Regions from separate parts of the Bombyx mori genome. Here region 2 is linked to region 1. Evidence: chromatin contacts called from public Hi-C data. All regions are on one chromosome and are shown on one strand. Each heading gives the region's core, a stretch centred on a gene start, on an enhancer-like site or on the middle of the called end of the contact. The rest is flanking DNA. Distances are from core to core; before and after follow the strand shown.

Region 1 (5,553 bases), core at 866-3,365:
GTCGAGGCGCAGAAAGGTAACAAAAACAACATCGATCCCGAAGTGACTCTCCAGTTTCTGAAATCTGCCATCTACTACTTCTTGACAGATCCTGAAAACCATCAAGGACATCTAAACGCTATAGAAAATATACTGGGATTTACTGAAGCCGAAAAGAAAAATATTCGCAAGGCAAGATCGACTTAGACTGCTATGAAAGTACTTAAATTAAATGTCTTTTACAAGATCTTTTTTGTTAATTTCTACTTAAGTTCTTGTATTAGTTAGTAGTAAGAAACAATGCAGCTAGACGTCCGAGTGATATAGATAATATGCACTTAATAATAAGTCACCTTTAAAGCATAATGATTTTACACATAATAATAGTTTTAGTAATGGTGGTTATTTTTGTTTTGTTGGGGGTTTTATCGAATTTATTTTATAAGATAAATTTCAAATTGTGATTTTTATTATTGTTAAGCGCCAAAGAATCAAGTTCCCTTTATTGTGCAATTGTTGTGACTAGTTTCACAATAAAAGCTGCGACTATACGTTCCTTACATGTTAGTGATATCTTTTATGTTTTTTCTTTTTATTTTTTATAAATCTTGTTTTATTTTCATTGTTAATTTGCATGCTGGTCAGCAAATGACATACTTTTTTGTTATTAATTTTATGCGTATGTACTATAATCACACGGTCTACAAAATGTAGAGCTTTATAATTTAAATTTTATTGTTTGTAAATAACCATTATGAGTAAAGATTCACGGCGGAAAATGTTTTCTTTTAACCCGTTTAAATTACAAATTAATATTAAACAAAATCCCGTGAATGTGTACTTTTAGTGTTTATTTATTTTAGATATGTGTTATAAGAGGCTATCTTTCGGGATATGAAACGCTACTTAAATAATCTTGCCTGAGGTAATAATATTACTGCTGTGATTGATTGTTGTAACATTGTTTAGGCTAATAAAGTGCAAATTAAATTGATTTATCAACTTAAGTTGGTAATTCTTTTACCATCTCAGTTATTTCTTTTTTTTACTAGGCATTTGAAAAACATTGCAATTTCAAAAATTTTAACTATCTTATTTTGCTATAAAAAAAAATTCAGTACTGTTCCATGTTTTTCAATAACCTAGTAAGAGATTTAAACAAATCTTAACGAATCAGTATAATTTGCAACTAGAATTTTAATTTATCTCTTAAAAGCATACTTAGTAGCTAAGTAAATGTTTTTCTAATTTTATCTTTCCGTTCATTGATTAGTGATATTTAATAAGGCTAATTAAATTACCTTTGCGTCCTATAGTTATATGAAAGCTTATACCTAGTAATGTAATAGGTATATTTATTACTGTATTTTAGTACAGATACAACATACGACATGCACTAGATGAATAGATAGAAGATAATTTCTGTGACATGATTTGCTTGCCGTTGTTCCAATTAATTAAAGGATATATAAATACATTTCTAATTTTTATTTCATCGCGTTCTCTTTTTTACTCTTTTAATAAGGCCTTTTTCCGCACAGCGATATTTCACCGCGCGATTTTTTTCTCGTAATTCTTTTTTTTTTTTATATGGAACTTCGTTCCTATCCGGTGTTCCACGACACTACACATCTTTTTTATTTCTATTGCGTAGACAGGTGGCAGAACTCACGGGCCAGTTGATGTTAAGCAAAGCCCATAGGTATTATTGCGTCAGCGCCGCCACCTACCTTGTGACGTAAGGTTAACTCAATTGTATAGTATAACAGCTGTCCTATCGTTTAAACCGGAATGGATTACTGTTACGCGGAAGAAATAGGCAGAGTAATGCTGGTGGTGTAGGCACCATACGTGCTCATAGGACACCCTACTGCCGGTATTTAATTTTACACTTTTTATTTGAAGGTTTCATTTTTATCGCTTTTCCCTTCGTTATGGAAATCGTTCGTTGAACACAAAATAAGTACACACTTCCTTTGAAAATATGGTACTAACCCAGGGAGTAGGGCACAAAAATGGGTAATCTTGTTTGTTTAAGGTCCTGAGGGGCCCAGATGAGATAGAGGGCTTCCACCGTATTTCGCCATCAGTGTAAGTCTTACTACGCGCCATACTCCGGTCTGTCTGTGACGGCTTAATTTCCGCTTGCCATGGGGGTCCATTCAAGGGGTTGCCTCAATATGTGTGTGCGCTCTCTCCTGAAGTAATGGTCTACCCATTTCCTTTTGCAACGCACGATCTGCTTGTCAATAGGCATTTACTGACCGTCCTCTCACAGGCGCTCGTTAGAGATCTTAAGCCCTCAATACATGTTGGTCGAGCTTAGACCAACGCGAGCTTATGCAAATGAATACAAGGTAAATGTTACTGCCTAGACGTTCCGCAAGTTTATAGAAAACCAATTCAAATGGCCAATAGACGAATTTTGAAGAGATGTATCGATCAGTAAATAGGGTTAGGTTACTACACTCTTTGTCGAGTTCGACGAGTACGTTTACCGGGGTCCCTAGGCCTGCTCCTAGGGTTAGAGCTGAAGGCGTGTAAGGCAAAGCTTAATGTATCTGAGGGATCCGTAAGGAGGTGTTTAGGGCGTCGACGGTGACTGGCTCCTGCGTGATCAAGATTCGGGGAGTAGTCAGCGGCGGCAACGATAAGGCGAACGCTGACTTCATATATTTCCGGATTGATTCGAGACCCAGGTCGTCGTGTATGTCAACGTTCCTCACGAACCACGGAGCTCCGACGGCTAGCCTGCAAAAGCGGGATTGTATGGATTGGAGGTTGTATACATTGTTTATTAAATAAAAATAAACAATATGTATCAAAAGTTTATTTAAAAAACGTTTTTATCGAAAAATTTAAAGCTAGGCAGACTTAATGTATTTGCTGTTTTGTCGACAACAAGAATAAAACATGCTTAAAAAAACATTTCAATCGTGTGTTGTCTCAGATACAACGCGAATCACAACCTTACTGTTATGTTATTGCTTACCAAACTAAGAGACAAAAATATATATTACAAAAAGCTTTGTACAAATGCGATAACAAAAGTTACGCCACACACGTTAGAATGACTCCCAAACAACTTCTGAAGATATGGCACGAGCACAGTCAAGAATGAAGACAACGTAATTTCATCACATTCGTAATATGTCATGGAATTGTTTTAATTCTATATTAATACAATCGTAGAGACTCTTCTAATCAGTCTTTATCGTAATCAATATAATCACAAAAAATAAGTTGCTTCTTAACTTAATTTAAGTTTCAAGTTCGAGATTCAAGTTTTTATTTATTATAAAGTAATTCTTGGCACAGATTATTAAATGATTTGCGATCATTCAAAGCTGAATTTGACTTCTTCTCTGGAGCGATCGTTGTTAGCCGCGACGGCCTGCAGCCAATAGCGGCTTATTTGACTCTCGATGGAAGGCGTGCTCTCCTTGCGGGGCCCGGTGGCCCGTTTACGTTTCGCTTTGGTATGTTTGGTTCGGCGGCGACCGACTTTGGTTTTCATCTCGGCGATCTTCACCGAGAGCTGACTGTCGAGTGAGTTGCGGCGAGATTCTACGGACACGTGTCGTAGGCTGATGCTGATCTGAGAGTCCTGCGAGTTGCGTCGGTCCGGCGTGGAGCTGAGCGAGTGGTGCGGGTGCGCGTGCGCGGGCAACACGAGCGCGTCGCGGCGCCGCACGAACCGCGGCAGGTTGGCCGCCCACGACGACGACAATTCACCGCTGGGCACAAAAAATAAACTTATTTATTTTATTATAACTTTACTGGTGGTAGGACCTCTTGTGAATCCGCGCGGGTAGGTACCACTGCCCTGCCTATTTCTGCCGTGAAGCAGTAATGCGTTTCGGTTTGAAGGGCGGAGCAGCCGTTGTAACTATACTTGAGACCTTAGAGCTTATATCTCAAGGTGGGTGGCGCATTTACGTTGTAGATGTCTACGGGCTCCAGTAACCACTTAACACCAGGTGGCCTGTGAGCTCGTCCACCCATCTAAGCAATAAAAAACAAAAAAAAAACTTATATCACGTATCATAAACTGTCTCTTTATAAATATTTTTATTTACATTTTATGTATAAGCCGCGCCAATATAGAAGCGAATCGAAAACGGCGTCTATGTACCTGCACTGGCAGATAGTAAGGTCAACAAATAAAAAGAAAGATAGAAAGAAAAAGTTGTTTATTGTAAAAAATAATTAAAAAAAACAAATGTGAATGTACTTTACTTTAAGCAATAACAAATTTAACAAAAACAACAAAATAACGAACAGATACAACAAATAATAGCAGAATTTGAGAGAAAACAGAGCGCGTCGAAACATTGTGAGAACAAAGTCAGAACTGATTTTTTGCATGCAGTACGCGCCGGGTGCGACTAAAGACAGCAATAGTTTAGAGTGAGAGCGCATGATCACCGCCGCCATTTTAGATTCGTTTCTTTATTGGCGCGGCTTATACTAAAAAGTACACATCAAATTCTTAATATAACTTTCACGTTATTTTCTAAATTAGGTACTATCTGATTAAGAATAGGACCAGCCTAGCGCCATATTGTGAGGTCAGAGGAACTCAGTACAATATGCAAAAACGAAATGATAAATATGTGTTTGGTATATCGTTGTTGTCGTTATTGTTGTTGTAGTCCTAGGGTACCCCACTAGTACATAGGGCCCTCACAAGTTGTCTCTACTTGGCATATCGTACTAGTGTATTACTAATAAATTATTATTTAATGACGTGGTTTCTTTTTGGGAGTCACTATTAATCACTATTTCGGTTGTGCTTGCTTCTGCTGCATGTCTGTTCACCGTGGATACGAATAACTGTACTTTTATTAATACCAGTTGGCTTAAGTCACACGGTATCTTCGCAGCAGTTTCGAAATGCTTCATGAAGCTTTCAAATACCGCGTCATGTGGTTTATGAATATTGCCATCAGATCTGGGTACAATTCTCGCTTGTTTTAACTAGTCCACCAATGTAATAGCACGCTTTTTCTCTTCTTCAGTGCTTATCAAATTTCTCATTGAAAAAAACGCCAAGACTAATTTTAAGAATTAACAAAAACAAATCAACAAAATCAAATTAAACAAGAAAATCAACATAAGTGTGTATGTATATGCACTCAGATCGCGTAATACACTGACAAGACCCCGATGCCAAACTCGCGATAACATCAAATCAAGATGGCGTCTGTACTGCCTTAAAAATATTAATACGTATAATAAAATGACGGATTTCGGGAATCGGAAAACTCATTTCAAATTACGTACAAATAAATGGTGCTGATCTATTTTTAACATTTTTTCGGACCATACTTATATGAGTGACGTTAGCCGAGAGCCTGTCCTATGCTTATATTAAGAGCATTGTATGGCGGTATAGTCCTAAAAACAAATATATATTGTACAATTCCGGGCATATTATTATATTGCAGTTTTGTTTTATCGGTGAACTTTCTGTTGTACATTGTATGTGTGGGTATAAAAGCAGATATATGTTAGAGAATCAACTTTTAATTGTGATTGTCTATTGATCAGTAAGATAGAAATCTTAAGTTA
Region 2 (5,553 bases), core at 1,109-3,608, 170 kb before region 1:
CGAAGAAAACATAAGAAAAAGCAAAGAAAACACAAAATCGAACACTCTGACGGTGAACCAAAGAACGATAAGAATGATTCTGTAATAAATGAAAGAGAAGTTTCAGCAAGATATAACGATAAAATCCGCCGACATAGTACTAAGAAAGAGAAACGAAGAGAAAAAACACGAGAAAGTATTGATATTGACGAATTTCACGACGATAAACAAAAAACAAAGAAGGAAAAGAAAATCTTATCATCTAATTGCAATTCCTTCGAAGGTGGTGTAGAAACAATAAATTTAAAAAAAGAGGGTAAAATGGAGGATATATTTGGTCCTCTAACAGATGAATCAGATAAAGAAATAAATGTACACCAAGTTAGTAAAACTGATTTCACTGCCCAAGAGTGTTCGACTTTTGGTAAGACTGAGGAAAATGATACTACGTTTATAAATATTGACTTGAAAAATAGCGAAAAAGATGAAATAAAACGCCGAAGAGATAAAAAGCGTAACAGGGAAAAACACATAGTAAAGGAAGACGAAAATAGCTTAGATGTTGATGCAGTTAGCAAAGCTATAGAGGCTCGGCTGTTTGCGGATTCTACAGCAGACGAAGAGAATCGTGCAAAGCCTGAGAAGTATCATGGAATTCATAATGATAGTGTTGATGAAACGACCTCCCCCTATAAAGATATATCAGAAAGACATGAAAAAAATAAAAGAGATTACAGGGACAAGAAAAAGAAAAAAAAACGATACAAGGATGAACGAACAAGTCGTAGAGATGTGTTCCTTTCTCATGAAACTAAAAACGATAAACTGGAGAAGTCTGATGTTATTGAAGTAGGTACTGCAGACTTACCATCAAAAACTAAAACAATAGAGGAGACATTACCGACCGAAGTTTCTAGTAATAAATTTGAAAATAATTCACCGACAGAATCACAGAGTCTACCTTTGTTAACTGATAGCCCACCCAATATTTTAAAAGCAGATATCGGAGAGGCTAAATCCAACAATTCCAATATCGATGACAACAAGACTGAAGTTAAAGATTTAGAAGAAATGGTATGCGTCGGTGAAGTCAACACAGAGGTAACGGTCACAGAAGAAAACTTTAAGAATACCGTTGAAGACATTTCTTTAGTGCACGAACAGAATGTATCGAGTCCACCAGATGCTAAGAAAGATATTTTTCAAACAACCTATAATTCTGACGCAAGTGACGCTGTGCGCAGCATTTCAAATTTAGAAAACGAAACAGAAAAGGCGTCTGAAATCTGTACTGATCTTAATGATCGCCTCTGTCAAAAGGTTGATGAAAAGCCAAGAGCAATAATATCTCAAGAGGAAACCGAAGACGCTGTGGCTGCTTTGTTAGGTGAAAGTTTTGGTGGAAAAGAAGATTCTTTCACAGACTGTTATGAAGCAACCGAAAACGTAACGATACAAAAAAATGAGATCGGCCCTGAAATTATTGTCAGCGAAAGCATCCCCGAAGAGGATGCCGAAGAAATGAGACAAGCAGTTCAGAATTTGAATGCAAGTGAATTAGAATCAAAGCCAGATACCCCAGTTTCTGATAACGATTTATTACTAATTGATACAGATAATGAAGAAGTTGAAGATTCTACGCAAGACGCAATAGAAAGACTGCCAGTCAATATCATTGCCACAAGTCAAGCTTTGAATGTCACAGTCGAGCAGTTGAAGCAGGACGAAGTATCCAAGACCACAATAACTAGCAAAATTGAATCAGTTAGCGAAATAAAAAATGATCCCAAAAAAAGTGTAACTGTAAAGATAAGTGAATCTGATTTAAAGGTACCAATTCCTAAAAAGGATTGCACTCAGGTAATGACATCTACAGCAACACCAGTTATCACATCTTGGGCCCTAAGTAATAATAAATTGATTGAGTCGCCGGTCATTAACATAAAAACCAATCCTTTGATTAATAGAGAAAAAACTGAAAGCAAACCAACACATATTACAGCTAATATAGTGCAAATTAAAGCTTCTTCATCACAAAATATACAAGTGACTAATTCTCTCAGACCTATTATTACTCCAGCTAGAATTGGCGCACCGTATCAAGTCATCAATCAAATAATCAGACCTCAAGTTTCAAATATACAGCCTCCTACCATTAAAATTCCGGAATCTCATATACTGTATCAAAAACCGCAAGGGATAGTAATATCACCGAGAATGTCATGTGATTCTCTTGTGCAAAATACAAAAAATAGTCAACAAGCTGAGAATGCACCTACTCCACGGATAGCCAACATGGCAATTTTAAGTACTACACCTACTTTGAATTCTGCTGGTATAACTACTACGTGTGCTTTACAGCAACGGTCACCTGGACAGGTAACTGTAGTAAGGATGCAACAACCGCCGTTAAGTCCGATACAGACCATGCATATACAGCATGGACCGCGAGCAATTGTGTCGCCCAACAGACATAATTCTGTGTTAGTACAAGCTCCTGGACCTAATATGCCTTTTAATAGGCAGACTACACCAATACACGTTACACCGGTTTTGACTCCAATTAATAAGCAGGTCAATGTAAACAATTTGATCCAACATAACAAAGGCTTAGGAGTGAGTTCCCCACTGTTGAATTCGATTAAAACTATGCCCGGAGAATGCAAGAAACTCGAACAAAATGCAACAGAAAGCATAAAAGAAAGTCCAAAAATAATATTATCGCCTAATAATCTACAACATAACTCAAACCCTACCATAATGGCTCAGAATCGCTTAATTTCAATGCAAAATTCTATGCATATGGGAAATTTAAATACTACACTACATTTAAACAACAAAGTTTTAATTAATACAATTAGTCAACTACACGAAAAACGAGAAAATCAAAGTGCAAGTCCGGAACAACTCGGTCATATATCATTTGGGGGCACGCCCATAATTCACGTTGCGGGTGTTAGTCATTCAACAGCGTCTATTATTCAAAGTAATGTAAAACCTGTGATGTGTAGTATTCAAGACTCCAGCGCAATGAATCGTGGGCCAGGGTCAAACGTCATACATGCAGTGAGTTCTCAAAGATTAATGACACCTCTGCCTTTGAGTAACGTTAGACAACTAGAAGCAAACAAAGGGCCATCAGTCTTGTCTATGGCTTCCGTTAAATCTCCTACAGTTCTAACTAAAGTTGATTCATCATCATCATCAAATACTTTTACCAAGATTTCACCCATCTTAATAAAGGCAACTTCGCCAGAGTCTTTACATTCAGAAATAAAAATAGAAAATAATGATGACATTTCTAAACCAAGTGATAACAAAAAAAGTAATGAAAACAAAATAGAACAATCAGAATTATTACAAAATGATTGCTTTGCCAAAGCTATCAATGAAGTAGTTGGTATTACTGAAAGCAAATGTGGGACTGATTTTGAAGAATTGTTGAAAGATAACACTAATGAAATCAAAGTCATGAATGATCCAGAAAAAAAACTTGAAATTAATGTTGGGAAGACGATTACTGTTCTTTCGACAAGCTTAAGTAGTGCTGACAAATTGAGGACCGAGAACAACGAAAATGTGGATTTGACACTCAATTGTGCAGAGAATGAAGAAAAACCGACAGTTGAATATTCACTGCAAAAACTTATCAAAGACAAAATAGTGCCAGATGTTGATAATGTTTTTTCTCCTCGTAATGAAACTAATCCTACACAATTTGTACCCGAGGAAACAGACAATACCGAACGTGAGTGTAAATCAGATATTTCAAGCTTCCAAAATATTAACACTAATAAAGACATGAAATCCGAAAAAATTGAGAGTCATGCTTTTCAAACCCAAGAACTGCCTGGTATAGAAGATGACAATGAAATTAAAACTCCTGATGAAATTGATTCCTGGAGTGCTAAAGACGTCAACATAGAGTCCGTAATTAAGAAGGTCGACTCATTGTGCAAAGAAAATAATGAAAATGAAGTGAAAGTTGATACTTTGATAAAAAATGAAAATACTGTTCAATGTGACGGAAAGGCTGAATTAGAAGAAAATCTATCGGATTCGTCATTCCAAAAGATGACAACAGAGACTCCAAATAAGCTGACCTTATCTGAAAACTCTCACGAATCACTCGTAGATAAGAGCCCTTCAAGCAACAGAAGAGGAGGGAGGAGCCTCAGAGGCAAGAGATCAGATAAAAAGCAAGACCGAGTTCAAAACCGAAATATTACAAAACCAATGAGAGGAGTGACCACAAAACGAGGGCGCGGCAGGGGGAAAGTTGATAAAAATATAAAGGATTTAGTGAAGAATAGTACTTGTTCTATGCCGGGCGATGTATATGATTTCCATGAGGATTCAGGTGATGAGTCAGCGACTGCACCTGCTAAAGTAGAAAGTAGACCTAGATTGATTTTAACAATTAAAAGTCCTTTATCCGGTCATTGTAATATGATAGCCACGTCTACATTAAGCATTTCTCAGAAAGATCAATCTAAATGTGCGGAAAAAACAAACAAAGAAGAAAAACTTGAAGATTTTATATCACCATCGCTTAATACGCGTAAATCTAGAAGACTCCAAGAGAAGGACGTTCAACGAGGGACTGCAGATGATATTGATGACATCTTAAAAACTGACAACATTCAAACTAAAAACAGTAAAAAACGATCAACGAGGCAAAACGCCGTGAAAGTGAATTTAGATAAAAATAGCAATTCGGACGTCAGGAAATCCCCGCGTGGAACAAAGCGAGTGAGGGACAGAAGTTTATCGGACGCGTCAATCGAAAGTGGTGATGAAAAGCATAATAGGAAAGAAGATCATTCATCTGATGCGAAGATACCGCGTTCACAAGGCATTAACTCTGCAGACGAGGTTGCTCAACGTCAAATTTTAAATTTGGAACAAAACACTGCAATTCCGTCAACTGTCGGCTGTTCTGTGTCTACGCCGAAATTGGCGCTCGCCACCGTCACAACCGTACCGCCAACCACTCTACCGGTGATCTCTGCAGCTGCACCAAAGTCCGGATCGAATGTCGCTACAGTTCATCCAACGGTTCCAACACCAATCACCAAACCTCCCAAAAAAATGATATCGGAGAGGAGCGCAAAGCTCGCGATTGTCTTTGAAACCCAACAAGAAACGGAACGGGGCGGTGAAGTACAAGGAGCGCGCGTGCCAGCAGTGCTGGTGCCCATTGGCGGCACGGAGGCCACGGGCGAGGTGCGTGTGCAGTCGCCGGCCCTCCCGCATCGCGGTCCCGATCCACCCGCACCCGCCCCCTTACGTCCTGCCGACCGCGCCACGCCAGTTCTTATCAGGTGAGCGCTTTTTGTTAAAATTAATTTCGCATTTCATAATTAATTACGAATATATGTTTCTTATTAAAATAATAATTCGCCCTTAAACACAAAATTAATTTCCTAGCAGTACACACAGAAGCAGCGAGAGCGGGCACCGTGCGTACATGCCGACGGCCACCGCTAGTCTGCCGCGCGGCGCGCACCATCCGCCTCCCGACCCACCGCTGCTGCACAAGCAGCTCGCCGTTGTTAACCCACACCATCACAC

What was found. Hi-C and Micro-C count contacts between places; a contact is called where the count stands out from the background.
Region 2: a Hi-C map of posterior silk gland shows a contact between it and region 1, with 1.8 times the contacts expected there. The contact joins two enhancer-like sites. A contact is called at or near these places in 3 of 7 Hi-C or Micro-C datasets (middle silk gland, posterior silk gland and whole pupa).

What each region holds. Positions count from the first base shown.
Region 1 is chr3:8,122,828-8,128,380 of ASM3026992v2, reverse strand. It overlaps LOC101737123 (protein smoothened), which reads right to left. Exons shown (of 10, transcript XM_004931718.5): 10 at 2,795-3,716. The coding sequence ends at 3,317. It overlaps LOC101736729 (protein quick-to-court), which reads left to right. Exons shown (of 5, transcript XM_062675962.1): 5 at 1-1,456. The coding sequence ends at 186. Among protein-coding and RNA genes, the nearest start is that of LOC101736729, 13 kb to the left of the region's middle. Within about 2 kb of position 2,115, at least 5 of the 8 cell types and tissues checked have open chromatin away from gene starts, as enhancers often do.
Region 2 is chr3:8,295,041-8,300,593 of ASM3026992v2, reverse strand. It overlaps LOC101736421 (protein split ends), which reads left to right. Exons shown (of 18, transcript XM_038018574.2): 10 at 1-5,303; 11 at 5,410-5,553. Among protein-coding and RNA genes, the nearest start is that of LOC101736293, 17 kb to the right of the region's middle. Within about 2 kb of position 2,358, at least 5 of the 8 cell types and tissues checked have open chromatin away from gene starts, as enhancers often do.